3 separate regions of the Gossypium hirsutum genome follow, and regions 2 and 3 are each linked to region 1. Evidence: chromatin contacts called from public Hi-C data. All regions are on one chromosome and are shown on one strand. Each heading gives the region's core, a stretch centred on a gene start, on an enhancer-like site or on the middle of the called end of the contact. The rest is flanking DNA. Distances are from core to core; before and after follow the strand shown. Region 1 holds the start of LOC107887362 (probable leucine-rich repeat receptor-like protein kinase At1g35710). Region 2 holds the start of LOC107887367 (putative pentatricopeptide repeat-containing protein At1g69350, mitochondrial). Region 3 holds the start of LOC107887358.

What was found. Hi-C and Micro-C count contacts between places; a contact is called where the count stands out from the background.
Region 2: a contact with region 1 is called in a Hi-C map of leaf, with 1.9 times the contacts expected there. The contact joins the promoter of LOC107887367 here to the promoter of LOC107887362 in region 1. A contact is called at or near these places in 3 of 34 Hi-C or Micro-C datasets (all in leaf).
Region 3: a contact with region 1 is called in a Hi-C map of leaf, with 2.4 times the contacts expected there. The contact joins the promoter of LOC107887358 here to the promoter of LOC107887362 in region 1.

What each region holds. Positions count from the first base shown.
Region 1 is chrA03:67,464,795-67,469,593 of Gossypium_hirsutum_v2.1, reverse strand. LOC107887362 (probable leucine-rich repeat receptor-like protein kinase At1g35710) reads left to right here and starts at 3,376. Exons shown (of 11, transcript XM_016811566.2): 1 at 3,376-3,605; 2 at 3,699-3,846; 3 at 3,937-4,008; 4 at 4,100-4,171; 5 at 4,277-4,348; 6 at 4,438-4,581; 7 at 4,663-4,743. The coding sequence starts at 3,527.
Region 2 is chrA03:67,309,438-67,313,574 of Gossypium_hirsutum_v2.1, reverse strand. LOC107887367 (putative pentatricopeptide repeat-containing protein At1g69350, mitochondrial) reads right to left here and starts at 1,601. Exons shown (of 1, transcript XM_016811574.2): 1 at 1-1,601. The coding sequence starts at 1,539.
Region 3 is chrA03:67,657,592-67,662,367 of Gossypium_hirsutum_v2.1, reverse strand. LOC107887358 reads left to right here and starts at 1,867. Exons shown (of 3, transcript XM_016811560.2): 1 at 1,867-2,048; 2 at 3,059-3,210; 3 at 3,308-4,776. The coding sequence starts at 3,066.

The DNA.
Region 1 (4,799 bases), core at 2,127-4,626:
AATAAACACATGTATGAATACATGCAATTATTTAATTGAATTTCACCAAAGGTTGATTAAACATTAAATTGATGTTATAATTTGTACCTATGATGTGTAAAAGTATGGGGGAAAATTAAGGTCAATATAAGGCTTGGAAAATAGCTTAAGTGTTAGCTACATGGGCAAAGACACGGTTATGTGTCTCAACCGTGTGGAGGACACGGCCTAGTATATGGGCGTGTGGCATGTGTGGTATATATTATTTTGCTAACGTCATAAGCAGATAGTTACACGGGATGAGGACATAGGCGTGACCCAAGCCACATGGGCGTGTGTGACCACACGGCCCCACCCACACGAGCGTGTGACTCTCTAAAGCAAGAAAATTTATTAAGTTGCCTAAAGTTTATCAAATGTTTTCGGTTTTGTCCCAAACTGCCCCAATGTATGTTTTAGGCCTCGAAGGCCTGTATAAGGGACGATATGCATGTATTTGAAAAGTTTTAATTTTGGGCAAAATTTGGTGACCCGATTTTGTATGTTTGTGAATGTTTAAGTTCGATAACACCTCGAGCCCTGTCCCGACGTTGGATACGGGTGAGGGGTGTTACATTGCCTACATCCTCGGGCACTGCCAAATATATTTCACTCCAAAATACAAGTGAAAATTTACAAATAGGGAGAGAGAACAATGCTTTAAGTAGAGAATAACAAATGTGGGATGATTCAAATGAGAAATGGTTAGGCCTATTTATAGTTGAGGTTCAGGGACCAACTTGCAAAATCACTATACAATTAGGGACCAAAAATCTTGCAAATATCTCATGCCAAATCTCAATCCCACTTTTGGTGCCTTAAATCTCAGATTTCTAGTACCAACATTTTGATACCCATATCTTTGTCTTTCCAAAATATGGATGATTGCCAATAAAAACATTCTAGTATTTACATTTATGGCCGAATGTTAGCTATTAATCTAACTAGTTGTGTCCTATAAATATTAGGTTTAAGCATTGTAAAAGGTTAGATGTTTTATGATAAAAATTCATTCGAGTTAAACTATTTGTTCTTTAAGAACTTACCGAACTTATCAAAAAAATATTTTCTTGTGGCGTTCACCAACTCGATCTTATCACTTTGTTTTCCATTCCAAAGTTTGGCGATCAACCTTATCCACCCAAAATTTCGAGTGTTAACAACAATATAGAAAATGGGTCACGTTGTTCTATAGCGTCGATTCTTTTCTGGTTGTCTATATTCGCAAGTTATATCCAAGTTTAGCCTTTCATTTATTTATTTCTTCATATTTCTATTATTAACCAAGCAAGTACCTATTTAGATAACCGGGACACTTAAATCATGAATTAACTCGTAACCGAGTTTACGTCACCAACACCGAAAATAGAAGGGGACTCAATAATATAAATTGGGGATGAGTCTGAGGAGAAAAGATGTACCACCACATACCATAATTGAGAGGATTTGACTTAAAAGTTTAGAGTGAAAAAGAAAAGCATTATCTTGAGAGCATTAAGGTGAGAACGGTGCTTAAGAGAAGAGGAGAGCGACCATGAGAGAGCAAGCAAAAGTTAGCCACGGAGAACCATCAGATTTAGCTATCATCTCTTCTTAAATGTTTAACAGCTTCAGAGAACCACTATTGGCTATTCATCTTTCATCTTTCTTTTGTCTTATTTGTTATTGTGTTGTTAGGTTGATAAACATGATTACAAATTGTCTTCTTGCTTTTAATTTAATGATCATGGCTTAATATTGTTTTACTAGAATGATTATTGATATTTGATATGCTATTGTTGATTTTTTGCTATTAATGTTTGTATATATCATTGTTTATTCATTCAAGTAATTTACATGTCAAACTTACAAATGCATGGCCAACATTGGTAAGTAATTGAATTAATTATTTAATCTGAGAACAGGTACAACTTAAATGGTGCATGTTGAAATGATATCGAGAGACAATTGTTGCATGCATAGTCCTTATGTATGATGCTTGAGAAGGTGATCTTGGTGTTAATTTGGCATAGATATATGTTAACTAAAAGGTTGATGTAGGACTTCAAGAGAAGCCTACGGCTTGAAGAAATTGAATTAATAAATTGTCATATTTCCACGAAGTCATTGAACATATTATAGAATTGTTTTTAATGATTGTCTGTTAAGGAGAAAAAATTATTCTAACCTTTCATGTCATTGTTGTAAGTGTTAAACTTTTCCACTGTTATTATCTTTTGTGTTGTTATTTAATTTGTTTTGCATACTTAGTTTAATTTAGTTTGAGTCATTAATTAAATCCTCACATCCAAAATCTTAATTACTTTTCGAATTGTTAATAATTAAATTTTGCAATTGTTGACTTACATATACAATCCATGTGGAGATGATAACTCTATACTTACTACTGTATTACTTGTTTACAACTGTGTACCTTTGCACATCATTTGAATATTGCGAACATTAAGTAGCCACCTAGGCAGCTCAAGCTGTTGCTTAGGCGATACTGATTAATAACGACTATTCATTAAGAAGCCGCGTAGGCGACACAAGTTGCCGCTCAGGCAATACTATAACCATAAAACATTGCCATATCAATATTTCATACTACCATAAAACATTGCCATATCATCTCAATGGGTTTCAAAACACTATAAATTAATTTCGAAGGAAGATGCGAAGCTCCAAGCTCACACCTTAAAATTCTCGTTGAATCCTTTACCTACACGTTTTAAACAACCAATGTAAGTAGCAATGGATAAACCTACTTATCCTACCTTGTTAGTGTTAAGACCTTCTTAACCATGTTATGTCATTGCATTCAAGCCACATTTTAGTATCATTAACGAATTCATTTGGCCTCCGTAATTAGTTTAGGCATTGAGGAGAGAATTGGCAGAACAGAGGCCACCCAAAGGGAGCTTGTAGTGAACCTTAAGGTTTCCGAGGAGCAGTGGCAAGGAATGAGATCCAAGAATAAGGTGATTTATAAGCAAAATGAGGAACTCGGTGGGAGGTTGGGGGCTGAGCAGGTGAAAAATGATGAACTAACCAGTGATGTCGCAGCTTTGCGTGCTGAGTTGAAGAAGTTGTCGAAGAGCACAAATTGGCTGTCAACCGAATCAATGCTGATCACGAGGATGCAACAGCAGCGTTGAAGAAGGTCTATTAATATAGAGATGTAATTAGAATAATTAGAAGTTTAAAAGATGTTTAGTGAAATATAAAATGCAGGAGTGTGGGTTAGGCCGTTAATCAAGGCGGATGAATAGTAGACAAATAAAACCGAAGGAAAAGCATGTAAAAAACCGGGCCCACATATGTTCCCAAGATATTTGAAAAAATAAAAATAACAACCGGGGGTTGACTTTCCAAATTTGCGCGCGCCTCTCCCGACCAAACTTAACTGAATCCGACACACTCTCAGCAAAATATCTGTGAACTCAGGTTTCCAATTTTTCCAACTTTCGTTTTTGATGATCTCCTTCTTCAATTGATATTTTTTTTAAAAGAACTATAATTGTTGAAAATGGCGCGCTTATTCACTCTTCTCTTCCTTTTCTTTCCAGTTCTCAACCTTTCCTTCTGCAAAACTCTCAAACGCGATGGTAATTTTACTTTTTTTTTCTTAATTATTGCTCCTTTATTTTTCTTTTTTTCTTTTTTTTTTTTAAATTTGGTATTCGATTTCGTTATGGCAGTTAAAGCACTGAACGAAATAAAGGCGTCGTTAGGTTGGAGAGTGGTGTACGCTTGGGTCGGTGACGATCCTTGCGGCGATGGAAATCTGCCGCCGTGGTCCGGTATCACCTGCACCCTCATGGGTGACTACAGAGTTGTCACCGAATTGTAATTTTCATTTTCTTCACTATTTTTCTATTTTTAATTAAAAACTTTCATTTTTAAAATTTAAATAATTAGCTTCCTCTTAATTTTCAGAGAAGTTTATGCAGTGTCAATCGTGGGGCCGTTTCCCGTTCCGGTGACAAATTTGTTCGATCTTACAAGACTGTATGAATATAATTAATCTTTTCGTTACCATTAATTTCCTTCTTTTGTTTCGTTGAATTAAAATAAGTTATTAAATTGTTGCTTATTACAGTGATATGCATAATAACAAGCTGACCGGACCCATTCCGCCTCAAATCGAGCGGCTTAAACGTCTTAAAATACTGTATGGTTCCTTTGTTTCTCTTTGGTTTTAATCAACATTATATGTTGTTCAGAGCTAGAATCTAAGGTTATGAAATAATGGGTTATTTCCTGTTTTTTGGTTTAGTAATTTGAGATGGAATAAGCTACAAGATGTTCTTCCTTCTGAAATTGGTGAACTTAAGAGTCTAACACATCTGTAAGTAGCACTTCCAAGTGTCTTTATGTGTGCGTTTCATATTATGATCTTCAAGATTATTGTTTCATACTGACCTCAAACTTGTGTAGGTATCTGAGCTTCAATAACTTTAAAGGGGAAATCCCGAAGGAGCTAGCGAGTCTACCGGAGCTTCGTTACTTACATCTGCATCAAAACCGGTTTTCAGGCCGGATTCCAGCAGAGTTAGGTACTTTGGAGAAACTTCAGCACTTGTAAGATGCCAAATCTCCTTAAATGTATAATGTTCTTAGTGAACCTTCCTTCACCGGCTTCTAATTCCATATGTTTGGTAGGGATGTTGGGAACAATCATTTGGTCGGTACTATAAAACAGCTCATAAGCATGTATGGTTGTTTCCCATCGCTTCGAAACCTGTAAGTTGACAATAACTTCACTCAAACCGTTACCACCTTCATTAAATCCAATGAAT
Region 2 (4,137 bases), core at 352-2,851, 150 kb after region 1:
TTGAAGCACGCTTAAGAAAGTAACATCATTCATCTCAAGACCGTTCAAGTACATTTGATCACAAAGGCTAATTGCCTCTACAGAATTTCCATTTTGATGGAATCCGCAAATCATAGAATTCCATGTTACAACACTTTTTTCGTTGATATCATCAAAGATAGTGTATGCTAATTCCGTCAAGCCACATTTTGAGTACATATCAATTAGCGAATTCTGGACAAACTCATCCGAAAGGCCTCTTTTGATGATATGACCATGCATCTGATCTCCAAACAGCAATAAACCTCCATCAGCACAAGCTGAGATAGAACTTGCTAGGCTGAATGAATCAGGCATTAATCCCAAGGTCTGCATCTGCACAAGGTGTGCCAATGCCTCTTTTAACAACCCTTTCTCAGTACAAATTGATATGACCATATTCCATGCCACGATATTTCTTCCTCCAACAACGTGAAGAACCTTTTCACAATAGTTCAACTTTCCACATTTCATATATAGTTCTATGAAAACAGGCCCTAAAACATCGTACTCAAGATCCATTTCTTTCCTAATAATGTAACAGTGAACCGACTTCCCTTCTCTAAGCCAGCCTAGCCCTGCAAAAGACCCTAAAACACTCATCATGGTCACTGAATTCGGTTCCACACGAGAATCTAACATATCAAAGAAAGACTTTAACGCTTCTGCAAACCTACCTGCTCTAAAATAGCTAGATATCATTGCAGTCCACAATGCAGTACTACGGTTCGTTATATTTAGAAAGATCCTCTCTGCACTATCCAAGTCACCACATTTGCTATACATTGCAACAAGGGAACTAGCCAATGAACCATCAATTTCAATCCTCCTCCTCACTATATAACCATGAATCAGCCTTGCTAATTTCAGAAATCCCAAGTCGCCACAAGCCTCAGCTACACTAAGCATTGCTATGGAGTCCGGTCTAATACCTTCCAATACCATTAAACGGAACATCTCCAAGCCTTCATTTGCCTTCCCATTCTCAACATAACTCAAAATAATCGAACTCCAGGAAACCAAGTCTTTTATTGTCATTTCATCAAACATTTTCTTAGCATAACTTAAACATCCCATTTCGCCGTACATGGAAAGAAGTGAAGACTGAATAACAGTATCTTTCTCAAACCCATTTTTTATAATGGTCCCATGGACCATTTCACCAATACCCAGATCACCAAAACCAGAACAGGCCCTCAAAAGAGAAGGAAATATGAAGTTACTCATGTGGAGTTGGTCATTCTTTATCATAGTGAGGTAGAGAAAAATGGCATCTTGAAACAAGTTGCTCCAAACAGAGCATTTAATTAGAACACCCCACATGAAAGAATCTGGGTTAGGGAAGCATCTGAAAACAAGTTTGGAAGATTGAAAAGAACCCATTTGGGAATAGGATTCAATGAGCTTGGTGGAAGGGAGTGGGTCATGGTGAAACCCAGTAACTAAGAGGTGGGCATGGAGTTGTGCTAGTGATCTGAGATTGGTGCATGATCTGAATAATGGCATGTAAAGGGTGGTCATTGCAGAAGCGAGAGAGTGAGCGTGGAAAGAGAGAAGTCGCGAAGGCCACCAAGTGGTGAAGTATGAACTGACCATAGCAACAACAGTAGTTTGGGCTCTTGGCCCATTTTTTATGTAGAGATAGCGGAATAAAATGAGGGAACCAAACCCAGAGGTGTCTCCTCATATTCCAAAAAAATTGGGATGGTTAAGATTTTAATTTTAATTTTCAAATATTAAATCCCTAACTAAGTTTATATTACATATGAATTCTTTCCAATTCAATTGCAATTTATTTTTTAAAAAACCAACAATTATAAAATTCTATTATTTTGTAACAATGTATTTTTTTTTATGCCTTTTAACTTTTTATCAACTATCAATTTTTGAATAGGATCAAATTTGTTTAACTGCAAACTAATCCGAGTAGTATTGTAAAAAAAAAAGACGCAAAAGAACCAATTAACCTTTAAAACAGTTCTAGCCGATGGAACTACATTTTATAATTTTCTAAAATATATTATCTTTTAATTTTTATAATTTTTTTAGTTGGACTGATTATAATTCTGCTTTTCTTTTAACTATAATTATTTTCTCGAAATATAAAATTTTATTTCTCCTAGAGTGTCACAATTTGTTGAAGTTTAATCAATCTATTTAATTCTATTGAATCAGACGTCTGATGAGTGCTTTGCTGCCCTGGGTATAGAAGTTGATTAGTTCCCATTATCACCTAATCGTTGCTTTCTTTTAATCTAAAAAATAAATAATAGATATGTGATTGTTAGAGAGAGATAATTGTTGTAAGCCAAATAAAGAAAGTAAGAATTATGTTTGAAAAAAGAAAGCTTATTTTATTTTACAATATTAAAAGACATATAACATGTACTTGTATTCTTGCTTTTGTGCATATTTTATTTTATATTTTTTCAAATGATTAATTATGAAATTTATATATCTAACAAGTTCAATTAATCAGTATGAGTTATCAATTTAAATTAATTAATTTATCATGAGTTATTAAATTCAAATAATCAATTTATAAATTTAAAATATTCCAAATTCATAGTAGAATATTTAGTTTCACTCCTTGAAGCTTATTTTCATTTAATAAAATGTGAGTAATAGATTTTTTTATGTGAAATTTAAAAATTTTATCAAAATAATATTTTAATTAATAATATATTTATTTAATAAATTATAATTAATAGGTTTGCTTATATAGAATAGCTATAATTTTACTTTAAATTTTAGAGAATATGTTTTATTTCGTAACTATGGATCTTGCTGTTAATAGTGAAAAGCTATTCTAAAATGTTAAAATAAAATATAAAAAATTGATTATACTAGAAACTTGATTATTATAACAAAATGTTAAAACGGATGACCGCTATAAAGACCGCATTGATTTTAATTTTCTTCTTACAATACTAAACTGTCACTGGAACCAATAATCTCGCACACAAGTAGCTCGAAGTGCCGACGAGCTATGTGAAGTTCAGTTGGGAAAACTGCCTCCTCACTTGAGAGCAGCTCTACCAGATATTCATCCATCCATTTGGGGTTAGTTGGTCAAAAGATATTTCCATCCTCCAGGAAGCATCTGTTGCGGTAGATAATAATGGAGTCCCTTAAGCAATGTACTCTTTGGTTTTCAACAGGATGAGGACGATTCCTCGTGGGCTTCCCTTAACGTTTCTGAAAACAAGTGAAAATATTTCAGGTAGTGCATGTTGAATCTCCTCTCTTACTCTTCACGATCTGTGCTCCATTCGGCAATCTTCTTATCTCCCTTCATACTCTGAGATTTGATTCATTTCAAATTGAAAAATAAGGGTTTTCAACATATGAAGTCGTGAGGTCATTGCTGCTAAGCTATGAATATGCAGCAAATGAAATGAGACAAGAAGATGACCATTCAAGGGCTTGTTTACATTGCTTTCTCATGTTAATCTGCTTCTTGTTCTTTTATGCATTGTTCCAACACGATTAAGAGTTGATGCAAATGGGTCAGCTAGCATAGGCTTCAGTTCATTTAGAAATCAGGTTGTGTCACAGTGCAACAAAATTTGTAACCTATATTATCTGCTTCTGCTCAATTGTGTTAGCGAAAACACTTGGATACCTAGTTGAACTCTAATATACAGCTGAAGTCATGTGACATTCATAAGTCCTGCCTAAGACCACGACAGTGTGCCAGTTTTTACATCCCAATATTATCTTCCCTAAAACTATATGGTTAAGTTCTTATGAAGAAGCTGAATTAATCAACTAGTTCAATTATGACAACTGAATTAAGCAGAGACCAGCCATCTTCAGAAAGCAGAGTGGAATTACATTCATGCACACAATCTCCCATCCCCATAGCCATGCTACCTTGAAGGCTCGAAAGAATCACTATTCAACCATGCCCTGGATGCTGCTGAGCCATTTGACAATGCAACTCAGCAAGGCTTCCGTTCGTCTTCAGATGCACTTCACCAATAAGGCCTCCAATCCTAATTTCCTTGACTAAAAGGCAAATAGCAAAATCCAAAGGAAACAAGATTCAAAGCATGAAACTGTTAGTGAAACAAAAGCTTCTTTTACACAGATCCTGCAGAATGAGTTCTCTAGCTC
Region 3 (4,776 bases), core at 618-3,117, 190 kb before region 1:
TTTGCTTACTTAGTTGTTTTAATTATCTTCTGATTCTTGTCACTATGTATTTTGAAATTAAAAAATATATTAAATGTAAAAAAAATATGATTTTTTAAATAAAATTTATCTTAAAGATAAAATGTACAATTGATACCAACATAAAATTTTAACACAAATATTTTACAGCATAATCAATAATTTAATTTTAACAAAAAATTGTAAAGATTCAATATGATTAAACAATTCAATAATATAAATAATGTAAAATATGAAATTTAATTTAATAATATAAATAGTAAATATAAATAAAAAATTATTATTATTTAGGTTTAGGGGTTTTTTTTTGGATGATTTTAATTTTTGATTTGAGGGTAAAATGTGAGAAGTAAAAGTTTAGGGAGAAAATAAAATGTTTTGGGGTTGAGGGAGGGGATATTAAAAAAAATTTGAGAGTTGGGGGGAATGGGTTTGGGATAAGAGCGGAGGATAGGAGGGGAGTAAAAGTTTTAGGAGAAAATAAAAAGTTTTAGAGGTTGAGGAAGTAAAATGCTGAGGGGTAGAAGGGGGTAGGATGAGAGGGGAATAAAAAATTTTGAAGAAAGTAAATATGTTTGGGAGTTTGGGGTAAAAATGTAAAATATTATAGTTTGGTATTAGGTTTATTCGAATTCAAAAATTAAACTCGATTTGAACTCGAAATTCAAAAAAGAATTCGAATTGACTTGAATAAATCGAATAACTTAATTCATTTAACTTGAAATTTGAATTTTTTTCGACTTTTTCGAGTTGAATCAAGTTTTGTTCACTCCTAACTAAATGGTTAGAAGTTGAAAAAAGATGGTGGGATTGATTCAATGGTACAAATGTTATTGGAGAATTTATGCAATTAATGTTATAGTGAAGAAAAGATGTTAGAAATGGGAGATGGGTAACAAAGGTGGATGTTGTGGTATTGACAAGGTAGTGGGTGGATGGTGGCTCAGCTTAATGGATGAAAATTGGTGATAGAGGTTGTATAGTGGTAGGAATATTGAAAGGGGTTTGATGATGCGCAATCGTGATGGTGTAGAAAGATTCAATAATAAGCTAGCTGAGAACAATATTCTAATTTATTTTTGAAAATTCCAATTGCAAAGCCCATCATTCTTTGTTGTTGGTGCTGCTTTATCTTAGAATTCGAGAGTACCTAAAATGAGACTTTTATCTTGCAATCATTATATAGTTGGTGTCACTGGGGATGGCTAAAGAGGTCACCACTTGTCCCAATAAGTTAAAGGATCAAATTATAAAACATAGAAAATTAAGGCTTTTTTTTTTAAATTTCATTTTTAAATTTTTATAATTTTATAAAATTTATACATTTAGAAATATAAATTCAAAATATTATAAATTTAATCGACTAGAATCCAAAATTTTATTCAACATTGAAATAAAATGAAATTGATGTAGCTCAAATTTCAATGAAGTTTTAAATTTCAACCATTAAATTTATTAAAATCATTTTAATTCTTATTTAATAAAAACATTAATACAATGTCATTTTTTCTAAAGAAATGGTAATTCTTTTTTTTTTTTTTTATAAATTTATAAACCTTTTATTATTATTTTATAAAATATATTATTTTTCATATTAAAGAAATAAATTTACAAAAAAAATGATAATTTTTTAAAAATTTATATGTTTTTCATTATTTTATAAAGTAACATTCTAATCGGTGCACCAACTAAATCCGTTGGTTGCACGGGTATACAAACTAGTATTATGATAAATTTAATTTGATTTCATTGTAAAAGAAATTAATGGACCTTACAGTAATTTTATATAGAACCGGACCGGTTTATCTTTAAAGGTCCAGGTGAATAACAAAGGACAAAAAATGCTGTTTGGGCATCGAAAAACCAAAATTAGTCCAATCCGGTTTTCTTAGTGGACCGCCTCGTATACAAAAGCCCCCGAACCGTATCCTCGCTTCCCATCGCCTCTTTACCCTCTTTCACGATCCCCAAATTAATCCGAAAATCGATCTCGGATTTTCTCATCGTTCTTCATCAAATCTGTAAATCACGTAATTATCTATTTGATTCTCGCTATTTTCTTTTGATTGATCTCTCTTTCTGTCGCAGCCGTTCAATTTTTGCTTCTCTAGGGTTAGGGTTATTCGATCTCCTCGATCGGGCCCTTTTTGTTGATCGATCTCTCATAGGTTTTGTTTCCTCTTCGATTTTTGTTGATTTCCCTTTGTGATTCGCTCTAATTTTGTCTGATTATTCTTGGTTTGTTTTTTTAGGGTTTAGTTTCTTCGATTCGTTAGGGTTCGTCTCTATGTGTGAATTCGTAGAGGGTTTCGGTGTTTTACGTGACCTCGAGATTGTCTACAAGAGTTTTATGCTGTCAATTCGTCGTTTCCTCGGCGAATTGGGAATTTAGGGTTAGGGTTTTCTTGTAAATTTAGGGCTTCAACCTGGTAGTCAAATTAATTTAGGGAAACGTCTCTTCCCATACTTGAATCAATTTTAGTGCCTAATTAAGTGCTTTCATCGTCTTAGTTGAGGCTTCCTAGGCTTTTAATTCTTCTCCACTTTTTTCCAGTTCAATTGAAGTTTCAATTCATCACAATTTAGAAGTAATTGACTCCACCTAACATAAATTTTTATCCATTTCATCATTAGTAAGTGGTTAATATGTTAATTCTTTCCTTTTATTATGCATTTGACTAAATTTTAATTTATTAACCTTGTTAGCTTTCCATGCAAAGTCAAATAAGTTAGTTTGCCTGTACTATGAATTGGTATGTGCATCATAATTAGCATTAGTACCATGGTGGTCCCAAGCACTATTGTATTTTTTTTTCTGTCTAAATGAGCTTCAGGTTAATTTATTTGTTTATTGCTTGTGTCAAGTGTTCTTTGACATAAGCTTGATGCTCCCTTTCTTAGTCTTCTATTTCATGTATTTTTCTGTCTTACTATGTGCCACTATGTTTTTTTCTGTATACTCTGTGATCGACATGCATCTATATCTTTTCTATTATTATTGTTTTACCTTATATTCATAATTAACATTTTTGTCCCGCAGGTTGTAAATGGGATTTAAGCGCCCTTTTGACAGTGAGGAGTTGCAGGAACTTCCTTTCAAGCATCCAAGACAGTTTGACAATAACAACAAATTGACTCAGTTTGCTGATACTATTTCCCATAGCTATACCCATCAGAATCCCCATATTTCAGGTAATGTGTTCTCTGGCTTTTCTGCTTGTTTTTATGGGAATGATTCTTATTCTGCTGCATGGTTTTATTATTGATGTGATCTTCCTCTTTGTGACAGTTGATGTTGAGGGTGGATTTCGTAAATGCCAATGGGATGAAGCATTTGAAACTGGTGGTCTTAATGATGAAAGACCTTTGGTTGATAAGGATTTTGAGACTAGTGCTCCCTTGTCTTTGATCACTAGCATTTCTAGTGAGGAAGATGTAGATACTGGGCCGGCAGCAATTTCACCTATTTCTCCAGAATATTTTGACTTTGATTTCCCAAGAAGAATGTTGGGCCCTGTTGAGGATGCCTATTCTTTACTCTTGGATCGGTCTCCCCGAAAACAGGTTCTGCTTGGGCCAAATCATCAAGCCAATGTTCCTTCATTGGGTAGGCACATAAAGGACAAATTTGTTCAGAATTGTGCATCAGACACCAATGATATTGGCTATGAAGAGATTATGATGGGAACATGTGTCATTCCAATGCCTGATTCAGATTTGTCCGCAAATGACAGTGGCAAAGTTGGTGCTGGAAGAACTGATTGTAGCTGCCTGGATGGGGGCTCATTCAGATGTGTGAGACAGCATGTCATGGAAGCACGGGAAAAACTGCGAAAATCCCTTGGGCATGAAAAGTTTGTGAAGCTGGGGTTTTATGATATGGGTGAGGATGTTGCATATAAATGGAGTGAGGAAGAAGAAGAGATCTTTCGTGAGGTTGTTTACTCTAATCCTGCATCCTTGGGTAAGAAGTTCTGGAAGCATTTCCCAATGGTGTTCCCATCACGATCCAAAAGGGAGCTTGTCAGCTATTATTTCAATGTCTTTATCCTTCAGAGACGAGCTGTTCAGAACAGATCCAGTATTCTGGACATTGACAGTGATGATGATGAGTGGCATGGAAGTCAGCAGGTTTATGAAGTTAAGGCTTCAGAGGAAGATGAAGACTCTTCTGCTATTGAGTCCCTTGCTGCTCAAGAAGGCCTGTCAAACCATGAAGGTGATTGTCTTGGAGATGATGACGACGATGGTAGTGATGATGATGATGATGATGACAGTGGTGACTCTGATAGTGGTAGCGGAGATGGAAATTATAGCAGTGCTGCAGCAAGAGGGGATTATGGTGTAAATCTTATGTTAAAAGGACCTATTGCAAAATCATTTGATGAGAGCAGGTTTGATCTTGTTTTTGAACAAACAAACAAAGATTTGGGACGAGTAGAGGATTTCAATGTACAGGATGACTCATGCATGTCTTTTGAGTTTCAGCCAAACATGGTTGACTCTCATAGTCTGATCGACACAAAGGCTGATTTGCATGATAGTCAAATGAAGACTGACCTTTGCAAGTGTATGCAGGCTAAAGTAGACGGGTCTACTGACCTGGTGAGCCATGTCTATTTATTGGATACCTGTGATGCAAAAATCTGGGACGCTAGATATCCTACAACTGCTACAGAAGGTATCGATCTCCAGCCTACATGCAACGTTATTGAGGAGATTTTTGGACAGGACACTTGGGATAACAAAATGAGAAAT